Linked DNA regions of Mus musculus: region 1 is linked to region 2. The links are chromatin contacts, called in public Hi-C maps. All regions are on one chromosome and are shown on one strand. The core of a region is the stretch at or near the end of the contact, and the rest is flanking DNA. Distances in the headings are between cores, read along the strand shown. Region 1 overlaps Sh3gl3 (SH3-domain GRB2-like 3). Region 2 holds the start of Sh3gl3 (SH3-domain GRB2-like 3).

The links. Hi-C and Micro-C count contacts between places; a contact is called where the count stands out from the background.
Region 1: a contact with region 2 is called in a Hi-C map of cerebral cortex, with 2.3 times the contacts expected there. The contact joins the enhancer-like site here to the promoter of Sh3gl3 in region 2. A contact is called at or near these places in 6 of 484 Hi-C or Micro-C datasets (Sertoli cells, cerebral cortex, embryonic stem cells and 2 more), 4 of 115 datasets of contacts at active chromatin or transcription factors (embryonic stem cells, epiblast stem cells and neural progenitor cells) and 2 of 9 other capture datasets (adipose tissue and liver).

The regions. Positions count from the first base shown.
Region 1 is chr7:82,217,495-82,223,818 of GRCm38.p6, reverse strand. The region is part of intron 1 of Sh3gl3 (SH3-domain GRB2-like 3); the gene reads right to left. Among named protein-coding and RNA genes, the nearest start is that of Gm32903, 35 kb to the left of the region's middle. Within about 2 kb of position 2,113, at least 17 of the 459 cell types and tissues checked have an H3K27ac peak or open chromatin away from gene starts, as enhancers often do. A contact at or near this core is called in cerebral cortex, where this site is marked.
Region 2 is chr7:82,172,328-82,178,602 of GRCm38.p6, reverse strand. It overlaps Sh3gl3 (SH3-domain GRB2-like 3), which reads right to left and starts at 3,807. Exons shown (of 9, transcript NM_017400.7): 1 at 3,584-3,807. The coding sequence starts at 3,628.

The DNA.
Region 1 (6,324 bases), core at 864-3,363, 47 kb before region 2:
AGTGTAGAGACCAGAGGATGACCTCAGGTGTCACATTGCTACCTAACCAACCACAGTCCCCTTGGGACACGGCCCTTCACTAACCTGAATGCAGTCAAGTAGGCTAGGCTGGCTGGCCAGCCAGCCCCAGGGACCCACCTGTCTCCACAGACTCTATTCCAGCAACTGACATGAGGTTTAGGTTTCAGCAGATAGCAACAGGTTTGTACAGCTAAGCATCCCAGCCAAGGTGTGGTTCTGCCCAGCATCCTCACAAGTCTCAGCTCCTCTCTCCTGACAAGTTGTCAGAACTGTGTCAAGTCTTTCTGGAGGGCGCAAGCTCCCCCTGGCTGGCACCAGCTTTGAGGCTTTTCCTTCTCCAGACATAAGATTCCTGGGGTTCACCTTTTCTTTTCATCTTTTCTTCCTTCCTGCCTTCATGCCTTCAGGACAGTTAGAGAGAAGGAAGAGGAGGGGGGGGTGGGCACTGTGATCCTGAAACTGAGAAGTTGGTAGGGGCTCTGAAACCAAGAAAATGATGATAATGTTCATGGGATGTATAGACAGTATACGCCAATGGTAGAGATAACACTTTGTAAGAAAAAATATTTCCTTTTTTTTTTCATTTTCCCAGGAAAATCAAAAGAATTCCTAGACTAGCAAGATGGCTCAGTAGGTAAAGGCAATCCTCCTGACCCAGGTTCAATCCCCAAAAGACTCACAATAGAAGACCAACTCCAATCGTCTGTGGATCTATACACAGGCACACACACACACACACACACACACACACACACACACGCACACACACAAATAAATACAAACACCCTATTGTTTCATTAAAAATAAATATTCATGCTTAAATTATAGCCTAGTACAGCACCTCCTATCAAGCAGTTCAGAGTTGAAGGCACCGACTTCCCCTCTTGCTTGCCATTGTGTTCTTTCTTGCTAAATCCAGTGGGCACCTGAAGATGGTGCCAGGCACCTCTGGAGATGCCCTGCAACGCAAGCAGGTGTCAGGCACTCTGCCACTCCTACCTATGCTTCTTACCCAAAATTAGCTTAGCAAAATGGGCACCTTGTATGGTTAGCCCAAGGTACAGACATTGGGATGCTAGGATCCACAGTAGTCCTTTACTTAATCTACTCTTCTGATTGGCCAGTTTTCTCACTGGAATCCTTGCTGTACTCCTGCTTGGTGCTAGGCATGTTTTAAAAGCCCTTTGAAGAGCTGGCGAAAGCATTAGCTGATGGCTTCTCCCTTCTCCCGTTGGCTGCCAGGAAGCTCAGCATGTGAGGACCAACAATGTAACTCACTAGATCTTTCGATTTGTGCACTTCTACACGTGTTCCTACTCCTAAGTGCCCCCCAAAGCCTCAACGTTCTCCTAAGCTATTTATATTCTCTGATCATGATACATTACAATTTCTTAAAAATTTACACTTAAAGAAAAAGTCTACCAAGTTACTTAAAATCCTGTATGAAATAGATTACAAATATAAATGTAAACATTTTACAGTGCACAGTAAATGTTGCTAGAAAGCAACCCATGGACAGACAACTGGGCTCCTGCAAACACGACATCTCTTAAATAATAATATTGTGGGGCTGGAGAGATGGCTCAGAGGTTAAGAGTATCGGTTGATCTTTCCAGAGGACCTGGGTGCACTTCCCATACCCACATGAAAGCTCACGTCTCTAACTCCAGTCCCAGGCAGCTAATGCCCTCTTCTGGCCTGCATAGGCACCGGGCATGAATGTGGTGCACAGATATGCATGCAGGCAAAACACTCATACACGTAAAATTAATAGTGATAATAATAATAAGTAAAATTTGAAAGCAGGAATCATTTATGCCACCAGATTAGGCATTTGGTTGCAGGCTTGCAGAAGCTGCACTAATTTCCCCTAAAAGATAAAATACCGTGGGCCCCAAACTGCATTCAATATTCATAGAGCTCCCAAACAATCAAAGGGGCTTCTCCATGAACAGCGACACTGCATTCATATATGCATAAAGCAGAGATTCTTTCTGCTCCCCTCCATGCTGGCCACACAGATGAGGTATTCCGAGCCAGGCAGACCACAGAACCAATATGCATTCTACATGACGTCTGATCATGGCCCGTGCACCAGGCAACAAAAAGCACTTTGTGTGACCAAAAAGGCTAGAAAAATCCTGCAGCTCTCCTCTGACACTCTTCTGTTTCCCCAGAATGCCAGGCATTGACAGCAGACGCATACATTAATATATTCATTTTGAATCTAACTCTGTGCACACCCCACGCAGACGCTCAGTGTGGGGGCCGTGGGGAAGGGAGCCACTAAAGGAGACACAAAACTCCACACCAAGGGTATTTGAGCAGAGGTTTTGGGTTAAAGTTTTTCCAAAACAGTGTAACTTAAATTAGGTGTTGTGAAGTTAGTGGGGAAGGGGATCTACAGGAGGTAACTGACACCCCATCCTCCATCGCGGCACCAACAGGTAATGGAAACCCCTGAGTTACCTGAGGCTCCTGAATTATTCTGTTCGTGGGTACTTACAGAATCAGTACGAATGCAGCATCTTTGCTGAACTGCGCCCTCTTGTCCTTTTTGGTTTGGTTTTGATGTTTGAAACAGGGCCTCACTTTGTAGCCTAGGCTGGCCTGGATCTTACTACGTAACCCAAGCTGGCCCAGGCCTTACTATGCATGGTTGTGTCGCTCGGTGTTCCTGTGGGATTCTTAACAGTGGGAGTGGGGGGCTTTCTCTATTGTGCCTGCCTTCGGGACCCTTCCCCTTCTCCTGGGTTACCTTGTCCAGCCTTGACCTGAGAATATGTACCCAGTCGTATTGTCGCTTGTTATGCCTTATTTGGTTGATGTCCCTGGAAGGTGTGGTCTTAGTTCTGAGAGGAGGTGAAGGGGGTGTGGATCCAAAGGAAAGGGGAGGTGGTGGGAAGAGATTGAGGGGACACGAGGGAGGAGAAACTGCAGTCAGGATGTAATATATGAAAGAAGAATAAATAAAAAGGAAAAGAACGATAGCGTCCCTCCACATCAGTCTTCAACACCCGAGGCCCTCTAAGGTGTTCATGGAGGACCTTTGCCCCAAAATACACTGAGTACCCCCCCTCCCTGTATTCACCTTAAAGGCAGGCTGCTCTTGACCCCCCCCCCTTGCCTCCTGACACCAGGACACACCTTGAGAAACTGACCCGTTCCCCAGGCCTGCTCTGCCCTCTCCATTTCTCTAGACAATTGTGGACATTTTAAATACGGGAGCTGAGGCAAAGTAGCAGCCATACACGTACAGGAGCTGAACGGTAAAAGGCAGGCGCAGGGATGTACATCTGTAACCCCAGCTCTGTGGGAAGGGGACCCTGCAGCTCACGGGCTGGCGAGTCCACAGAACAGTCTAGGGGTGAGGTAAGATGTAGAGTAACTAAGGAAGACAGCCAAAGACAACCCCTGGCCTACACACACACACACACACACACACACACACACACACACACACACACACGTTTCCACAGGCACATGTTTCCATACGCATATGAACCTTTCAAGCACACATAGTCTCTCACCTACATTTAAATTACATAAGATTTTCTTTTTTTTTTTTTTTTTTTTTTTCATTTTTTTTTTATTAGGTATTTAGCTCAATTACATTTCCAATGCTATACCAAAAGTCCCCCTTACCCACCCACCCCCACTCCCCTACCCACCCACTCCCCCCCTTTGGCCCTGGCGTTCCCCTGTACCGGGGCACACAAAGTCTGCGTGTCCAATGGGCCTCTCTTTCCAGTGATGGCCGACTAGGCCATCTTTTGATACATATGCAGCTAGAGTCAAGAGCTCAGGGGTACTGGTTAGTTCATAATGTTGTTCCACCTATAGGGTTGAAGATCCCTTTAGCTCCTTGGGTACTTTCTCTAGCTCCTCCATTGGGAGCCCTGTGATCCATCCATTAGCTGACTGTGAGCATCCACTTCTGTGTTTGCTAGGCCCCGGCATAGTCTCACAAGAGACAGCTACATCTGGGTCCTTTCAGTAAAATCTTGCTAGTGTATGCAATGGTGTCAGCATTTGGAAGCTGATTATGGGGTGGATCCCTGGATATGGCAGTCTCTACATGGTCCATCCTTTCATCTCAGCTCCATACTTTGTTTCTGTAACTCCTTCCATGGGTGTTTTGTTCCCACTTCTAAGGAGGGGCATAGTGTCCACACTTCAGTCTTCATTTTTCTTGAGTTTCATGTGTTTAGGAAATTGTATCTTATATCGTGGGTATCCTAGGTTTTGGGCTAGTATCCACTTATCAGTGAGTACATATTGTGTGAGTTCCTTTGTGATTGTGTTACCTCACTCAGGATGATGCTCTCCAGGTCCATCCATTTGGCTAGGAATTTCATAAATTCATTCTTTTTAATAGCTGAGTAGTACTCCATTGTGTAGATGTACCACATTTTCTGTATCCATTCCTCTGTTGAGGGGCATCTGGGTTCTTTCCAGTTTCTGGCTATTATAAATAAGGCTGCTATGAACATAGTGGAGCATGTGTCCTTCTTACCAGTTGGGGCTTCTTCTGGATATATGCCCAGGAGAGGTATTGCTGGATCCTCCGGTAGTACTATGTCCAATTTTCTGAGGAACCGCCAGACTGATTTCCAGAGTGGTTGTACAAGCCTGCAATCCCACCAACAATGGAGGAGTGTTCCTCTTTCTCCACATCCTCGCCAGCATCTGCTGTCACCTGAATTTTTGATCTTAGCCATTCTCACTGGTGTGAGGTGGAATCTCAGGGTTGTTTTGATTTGCATTTCCCTGATGATTAAGGATGTTGAACATTTTTTCAGGTGCTTCTCTGCCATTCGGTATTCCTCAGGTGAGAATTCTTTGTTCAGTTCTGAGCCCCATTTTTTAAGGGGGTTATTTGATTTTCTGAGGTCCACCTTCTTGAGTTCTTTATATATGTTGGATATTAGTCCCCTATCTGATTTAGGATAGGTAAAGATCCTTTCCCAGTCTGTTGGTGGTCTTTTTGTCTTATAGACAGTGTCTTTTGCCTTGCAGAAACTTTGGAGTTTCATTAGGTCCCATTTGTCAATTCTCGATCTTACAGCACAAGCCATTGCTGTTCTGTTCAGGAATTTTTCCCCTGTGCCCATATCTTCAAGGCTTTTCCCCACTTTCTCCTCTATAAGTTTCAGTGTCTCTGGTTTTATGTGAAGTTCCTTGATCCACTTAGATTTGACCTTAGTACAAGGAGATAAGTATGGATCGATTCGCATTCTTCTACATGATAACAACCAGTTGTGCCAGCACCAATTGTTGAAAATGCTGTCTTTCTTCCACTGGATGGTTTTGGCTCCCTTGTCGAAGATCAAGTGACCATAGGTGTGTGGGTTCATTTCTGGGTCTTCAATTCTATTCCATTGGTCCACTTGTCTGTCTCTATACCAGTACCATGCAGTTTTTATCACAATTGCTCTGTAGTAAAGCTTTAGGTCAGGCATGGTGATTCCACCAGAGGTTCTTTTATCCTTGAGAAGAGTTTTTGCTATCCTCGGTTTTTTGTTATTCCAGATGAATTTGCAAATTGCTCCTTCTAATTCGTTGAAGAATTGAGTTGGAATTTTAATGGGGATTGCATTGAATCTGTAGATTGCTTTTGGCAAGATAGCCATTTTTACAATGTTGGTCCTGCCAATCCATGAGCATGGGAGATCTTTCCATCTTCTGAGATCTTCTTTAATTTCTTTCTTCAGGGACTTGAAGTTTTTATCATACAGATCTTTCACTTCCTTCGTTAGAGTCACGCCGAGATATTTTATATTATTTGTGGCTATTGAGAAGGGTGTTGTTTCCCTAATTTCTTTCTCAGCCTGTTTATTCTTTGTGTAGAGAAAGGCCATTGACTTGTTTGAGTTAATTTTATATCCAGCTACTTCACCGAAGCTGTTTATCAGGTTTAGGAGTTCTCTGTTGGAATTTTTAGGGTCACTTATATATACTATCATATCATCTGCAAAAAGTGATATTTTGACTTCCTCTTTTCCAATTTGTGTCCCCTTGATCTCCTTTTGTTGTCGAATTGCTCTGGCTAATACTTCAAGTACTATGTTGAAAAGGTAGGGAGAAAGTGGGCAGCCTTGTCTAGTCCCTGATTTTAGTGGGATTGCTTCCAGCTTCTCTCCATTTACTTTGATGTTGGCTACTGGTTTGCTGTAGATTGCTTTTATCATGTTTAGGTATTGGCCTTGAATTCCTGATCTTTCCAGAACTTTTATCATGAATGGGTGTTGGATCTTGTCAAATGCTTTTTCTGCATCTAACGAGATGATCATGTGGTTTTTG
Region 2 (6,275 bases), core at 2,558-5,057:
GGAGAGCATCCAGGCCCGAGCACCCAGACTCAGTGGATGAGCACATAGATGCATGACCAGAGCATCTCTTTATTGCTTGTGTGCTGTACTTAGCAAGAAGCCACAGGGGCAGCTCTGAACTCTGCATTGCTTTCCACCAACTCCACTCTCAGCCCTGCAGAACAACTGGTTCTATTTAAAACTTTGGTAAAGAGTTTGAAAAGTGTTTAGTGACAAACTCAAGAAACCTGGCACAATGAGGCATCATGTCCAGGGCTGACAGCTCATTTTCTGGGAAACCAAGGGCTCTGTTCCTCAATGACAGGGAAAGGGTCAGGAAAGGAGGGGCAGGTAGCCAGGGCATTCAGTCATTTTACTCTGCCATGGTCCAGACTCCCTTACTTCCAAAAGGTCCCTATTGTCTTTGTCTTTGTCTGAAACATTTTAAGTAAAATATTTAAGGATTTCAGAACTGAGATACACATACACAATATCTAGATGGATGGATGTTCTCTCTCTTTTATGCATGTGTGTACCTGCTTGTGTGTGCATGTGTGGGTACGTATACGTACACGTGTGTGTGTGTGTGTGTGTGTGTGTGTGTGTGTGTGAGTGCGCGCGCCTGCATATGTACAACTCACATACTATGCAGCTTATTTAAGTGTACAATCAAGGGACTGGAGAGATGGTTCTATGATTAGAAGCTCTTTGCTCTTCCAGCCCAGTGGACACAGTTCATACAGTGCTCAGTTCTCAGTAATCACACTGGGTGGTTCAAAACTACCTAGAACCCTATTAGCTCCAGGGGATCCAGTGCTCCCTTCTGGCCTCCTCAGACGCCCACACACTACATAGCACACGTGTGTGCACACGCACACACACACACACACACACACACACATACACAAGAGTTTTGCAGACATTGTGCGATCAAGTTTATCACAGGGACCTGACCTCTGAATCCTCTCATACATCATGCAGAGAGAAAGCCAAGGAGGCCAAGTTGGGTTAAGTCACATTTCCAAGGTTGCAGAACTGATCATGGCAAGGAGCCAGCCTTGAATCCCTGGGAATTATTAGCCACTGATGTCATTCGGGACTCCCTTTCCCTGCCCCGGGAAAGCTCCAAATGAATTAAAGCCCGCTGTGGAGACACTGTTGGAGGACATCTGGCATTCTTTATTACTCTGCTCCCTTGTATTAAATTAAACAAAACCTAATTTCTCCAAGCTGGTTGTACTGCATAATTTCTAAGAAAGACTTCTAGAAGTCTGAGGGTGGGGATGCGGCTCAGACAGGAGAGTGTTTGCCTGGCATGTGTGGAGCCCTGGGTTCAGTCCTCAGCTCAGTGTAAACTGGGCAGAGTGCTCCCTCTTGTATCCTGGGCCCTGGAGGGATAGAAGTGGGGCCCCAGAAGCTTGCAATCACGCTTGGCCGTGTAGCCGCTCTGAGGCTAGGGTGGGCTATGTAAGACCTGGATGTGGGGGAGAGAAGAGCGGGAAGTACGGAAATATCTAGAACAGGTTTGAAACTTATCTGTCAGGTACTCTTAACCACACCATGTTGGTAAGTCCAGAGAGAGTATGTAAACTCTCTCTGGTCAAATGAAGTACGAAATATTTCAGAGACAGGCAGGAAAAGCATAGAGCCTGGGTAAGAACACACCTGCCCCAAGGACAATGGTGACCCCTGGAAGGCCTCCTGCTAGTTTGATTTGATTGATTGTAAAGAATAGAACCAAGCCTCCTGACACAGTATACTTCCCCAAATCCAGTAAAGTCCAATGATTTCAACCACCCACTCTGCTCCATGGTCAGAAGCCATCCTGAAGCGCCTAAGGACTCAGTCTGTGTGATCACAAGGCTGCTCCTATAAAGTCCATATCCAAGAAGGGGGGGGGAGAAAGAGAGAGAGCAAGCGCCTCATTTTCTGCTAGGGCTAAGCACGACAATGTAACAATCATGTCCAGCAGTTACTCTAGCATGGCCTTGCCCACAGAGACTCTGGGTCTCCTGGCTGCTCTAGCATTACCAAAGAAGTAGAAGCTGACAGCTTACCCACCCTCTGTATGACTCGACTGCCCCCTCCCATGATCTTGTGATAGCAGTTATTGCTTCTGAACCCACTATTGTCCATTTATTACACATACATTTATAAAGTGCTCACTACTCATCAAGCACTGGGCTAAAACACTGTCCAAATGTGGCCAGTGCCTGTGGTGAGTGTAGCACCCCCTAGAGTCTCTCTTTATATACTACTGTGTGCGACTCCACTAGCCTCAGCTCTCCCTTTTTAAAATGTTCATTTTAATTGGAATTTCCCCAAAATCACTTAGACACTCCAGAATAAGATATGCCAATGGCCCAAAGGCCAGTAACAACTGAAATATCCCACAGACTTTTGTAAGTACTATAGAAACAACAACGAATCCACCATCTCTGCTCTCACCCAGCATTTCAGGATTTCTCCTCCAGGATTTCTAACATCCTGAATAGCATCACTGTCTGCCCTATGTCCCCTGCTGAGAACAGCCATCACTTAGCTTCCTTGTGGACCAGCTGTGACTTAGGGACTAGCAGTGTCTTTCCGCCTGGAATAGAAAAAAAAAAAAGATTTTTCTAAGGCCAGCTGCAATCTCAAGATCGATATGAAGGAAAAGCCTGAGTGGGACATCGCCACCGACGTGGACTTAAGATGCAATGAAGTCCACCTGGGTTTCAGCAAAACTGAGGCTGGGAAAGAAATGAGGGCAGGGCAACAATTCCGCAGGTGCTGGTGAACAGGTTTTACAACATAGGCTCTACCATTGGTGAAGAGTATAGTGTTAGAAAGCAAATTTGCTTGTGACACACACACACACACACTTTCCTGTGTCCCTGTTTCCAGATTCCTCTGCTCAGAAAGCCCTCCTTTTCCTATAACAATCCATAGACACAATCCTTTCTCAAGCTTAATCCCCAAATGCCCTGTCTTCACCTCCTGGAAGCTTCCCATGAAGCCCCCACTGAATCACCTGCCATCCTCTTCCGCGGAGGCGTGTCTAGCTCGGTTTGTTTACGTGTGTGTTTTGGGTCTCCTCATCACACTGTCTCTTTGAGAGAGCAGGAGCCTGGTGCCAACCTCGAACCAACCCAGTGAAGACGGCCGGCAAGGGAAGGACCACAGCGATGAGCCCCAACCCCTGGAAAGCCAAAACAGAGACTGCCGGGTCCCAGCCAGGGCGCAAGAAGAGCGTCCTGGGTGCGGGGGGTGGGGGTGGGGGTCCCAACGGACAGACGAGAGATTCCGGGGCAGGAGGGAGGCCTACCACGGTCTTGGTCCCAAAAGCTCTCCTCCGGGCGCACATCCCCAAGCCCACCACCTCCGATCCCTTGCCAGCCGAACTGCTCAGATTTACAACCGCCAGGGCGCAGCGGGAGACCCGAGACTCGGGGGAGGAGGCACCAACACGCGCAGCCCAGAGCGCGCGACCGCTACTCGCCCCCCGCGCCCTCCTAGCCGACCAGAAACCCAGTCCGAAGGAAGCCGATGAAGACCCCGAGTCCATGGCCCGCAACCCCTTGGGGACGCCGCCTCCAGAAACCCCTCGCGCGCGCCTCCCTACCTGGCTGGCTTTGTGGAACTGCTTCTTGAGCCCAGCCACCGACATCGCGGCGGCGCCCCGCCCGGGGGTGGTCTCGGGGCTCCGCCGGGCCACGCGGCCCGGACGCTGAGCGGAGCGGGCACCCCGGGCGGTCCCCGCGCGCCCCACGGCCACGGCCACGGCCACGGCGCTGTCACACTGGCACAGGCGCTCGCGCAGATAGCAACACCGTGTTTCGAGGCCCCAACGCAGCCCATTGGTCGAGCCTCGGCAGCATGCAAATGAAGCTTCTAGGACCGCCCACGCTTCATTGTTGCGTGGCGACCAGGAGCTCTTGAGCCAAGAAGAGGACCAGTGGAAGGGCTGGCCGTGGGATGTCCCTGGGATAAGGAGAGCCTCTCAGGACTTCTTTCGGAAGACTTGGGATACAGCTGGCTCTGTGATTGTTCTGGACGCGAGGTCTCTCTGCTCTTCAGGGACTTGGTGGAAAACCTGGTTTTACTCACTGGTAGCAAGATCTCCCCTCCCCAAACCCCATCCCTGAGAGCTTTAGATAGACGTGTGTTGTGAGGAAGGGACGCTGGGATGTGTTCTCAAGGAGAGAAGAAACACTAGAGGAACCGGGAACTGTAGTTAGACGGAGAAACCTGCTTGTGAGAAGTTACTTGTGTTCTTAGCCAGTCTGCCGGAGCGGTTTGGGGCTCCCTGGGAGAGAGTTATGTGAGCTGAGCCTCTTCTTACCAGGCACACCAAGAGCCAGTCTACAACATACCAAAAACAGGACCTTCCGTTCCACTACTTACCAGAGAATTGTTCAGACTGGTCTCCAGGAGAGTCCTTTATACAAGATCCTTTCCACGGGGTCTAGAGGTCCTCACTGAACAGAACCCAGTCACAGAAAAGGAGCTTTGCATTAATTCGTGTGCCACCAACACGTCTACTATTTTCCCTGAATCTGACCTTTCAAAGGCCCCGTGGCTCCTAATGTCTTCAATCCATTTCAGCAATGCTTCACACCGACACGAACACTGTGCAACTTTCAGTCTCTACCTAAAAGAAATGACATTCTGTGGACGCTTCCCGGCGTCACCGGGTCTGGGATCATCAACACTCCTGTCGTCCTGAGCACTTGCAGTTCACACCTGTATCCGGGCTTCTATTTGGCTCTGGCATGTCTCCAGAAGCCTCAGCGCCTGCCTCCCAGGCCTGCCTGACTCCTCAGAGCTTCACCCTAGTGTGACAGGGTGAACACCTACAGCTCTCTATGCCTAGGTTTGCTCACAATGACTAGGAAAGTGTGGTGTCAACAGTGCCCTGCCTCTGATATGGGAGAAGATGTGGCCATCTTAACAAGCATGAGTGGTGGGACAAGGTTACTAAATGTGACTCAACACTCTTTGTCCTAGTTAGCCAAGGGCTTACTGACACCAGACAGAGGTAGGTGGTGTGACAGTGGTGACCACAGCAAAATGCCCAGTCTCCTCTGCTATCCCATCCCCACTAAAGGTTTAGGGGAAGATGGTCTCCCTTGTCCTGGACTAGTCTGTGGCTGGGTAGGAGATGTTCAGCTGCTGACCTCTGTGCCCAATAGAAGTTTAAACGGCACAGCCTCAACCCGTGCCCCCTTGAGGAGTCAGGTTCTTTTTGAAGTTGGTGACTGGCATTCTTCCATGGCTGGTAGATCTATTAGGTTTGTGCAGATTTCATTTGGGTTTGTTCTGATTTGAGGGGTAAATCCCAATTTGAATGGACCTTTCCACCATGGGGAGTGGGGCAAATTCCAGTGGGTGGGAGGCTATGGGATCATGGGGGCCATGATGCAGCTGGTCACACTGCATCTACAGTCAGTGAGCAGGGAGAAGAAACTCTATTACTAACTCATTATCTCCTTCATCCCTTTCTGTTCAGTCTTGGGCCCCAGCCATGAGATAATGGCAGCCATTCAGGGAGGTTTTCCTTCCTGTTAAAGCTCTCTGAAAACTCCCTCATGGGCGCATCCAGAAGTGTGTCTCCTAGGTGACTCCAAATCCTGTCAAGTTGATAAGCAAAGCTAACCATTACAATAGAATAGTTAAGTTTCCTTACATGGAAATCAATTGTGGAAATCTATCTTCTTGGTTTATTCAAATGCAGACTTGTAGATTGTTTATCATTTTTAAACTCAGGGATCCTTCTCTTATAAAAGCATTTACATATTCTACCCACTTTACTCTTTGTTATTTATAACAAGCAGATATTGAGCTAACAAGGACTTGGATTTTGTGCCTTGCCTTTATAAAAAACATGAATGTTCTACTTGTTTTATAGAAACAATTTTTGACCATTCTTTTGGTTTCTTTTTTGGTCCAAATGTTATTTAAAAAAAATTTTTAAACTACTTTTGTCTTGTTAAGAGCTTTTAATTCAATGTATGTTAGACTTTTGCTACTATGATCAAATAGTGTCTTGAAGATTTTTACACTTTACATATGTACAGCAGAGGTTTGAAATAGTGTGATTCAAGCTAGGAGTAGTGGCCTTGCAGTTAGCTTAAACCACATTGGCCATCTCAAGGCTTGCTCTTCACAGCATCATTACCCCTCAGCTACCCAAGGTTGTAGAGCTTCTGTTTAGAGGCCATATTCAAATGCTCTTGACTATTGAACAGGGTAATGGGGACTAAATATGATGAAAGTACATTTTACACATGTATGAAATATTACAATGAAACCTA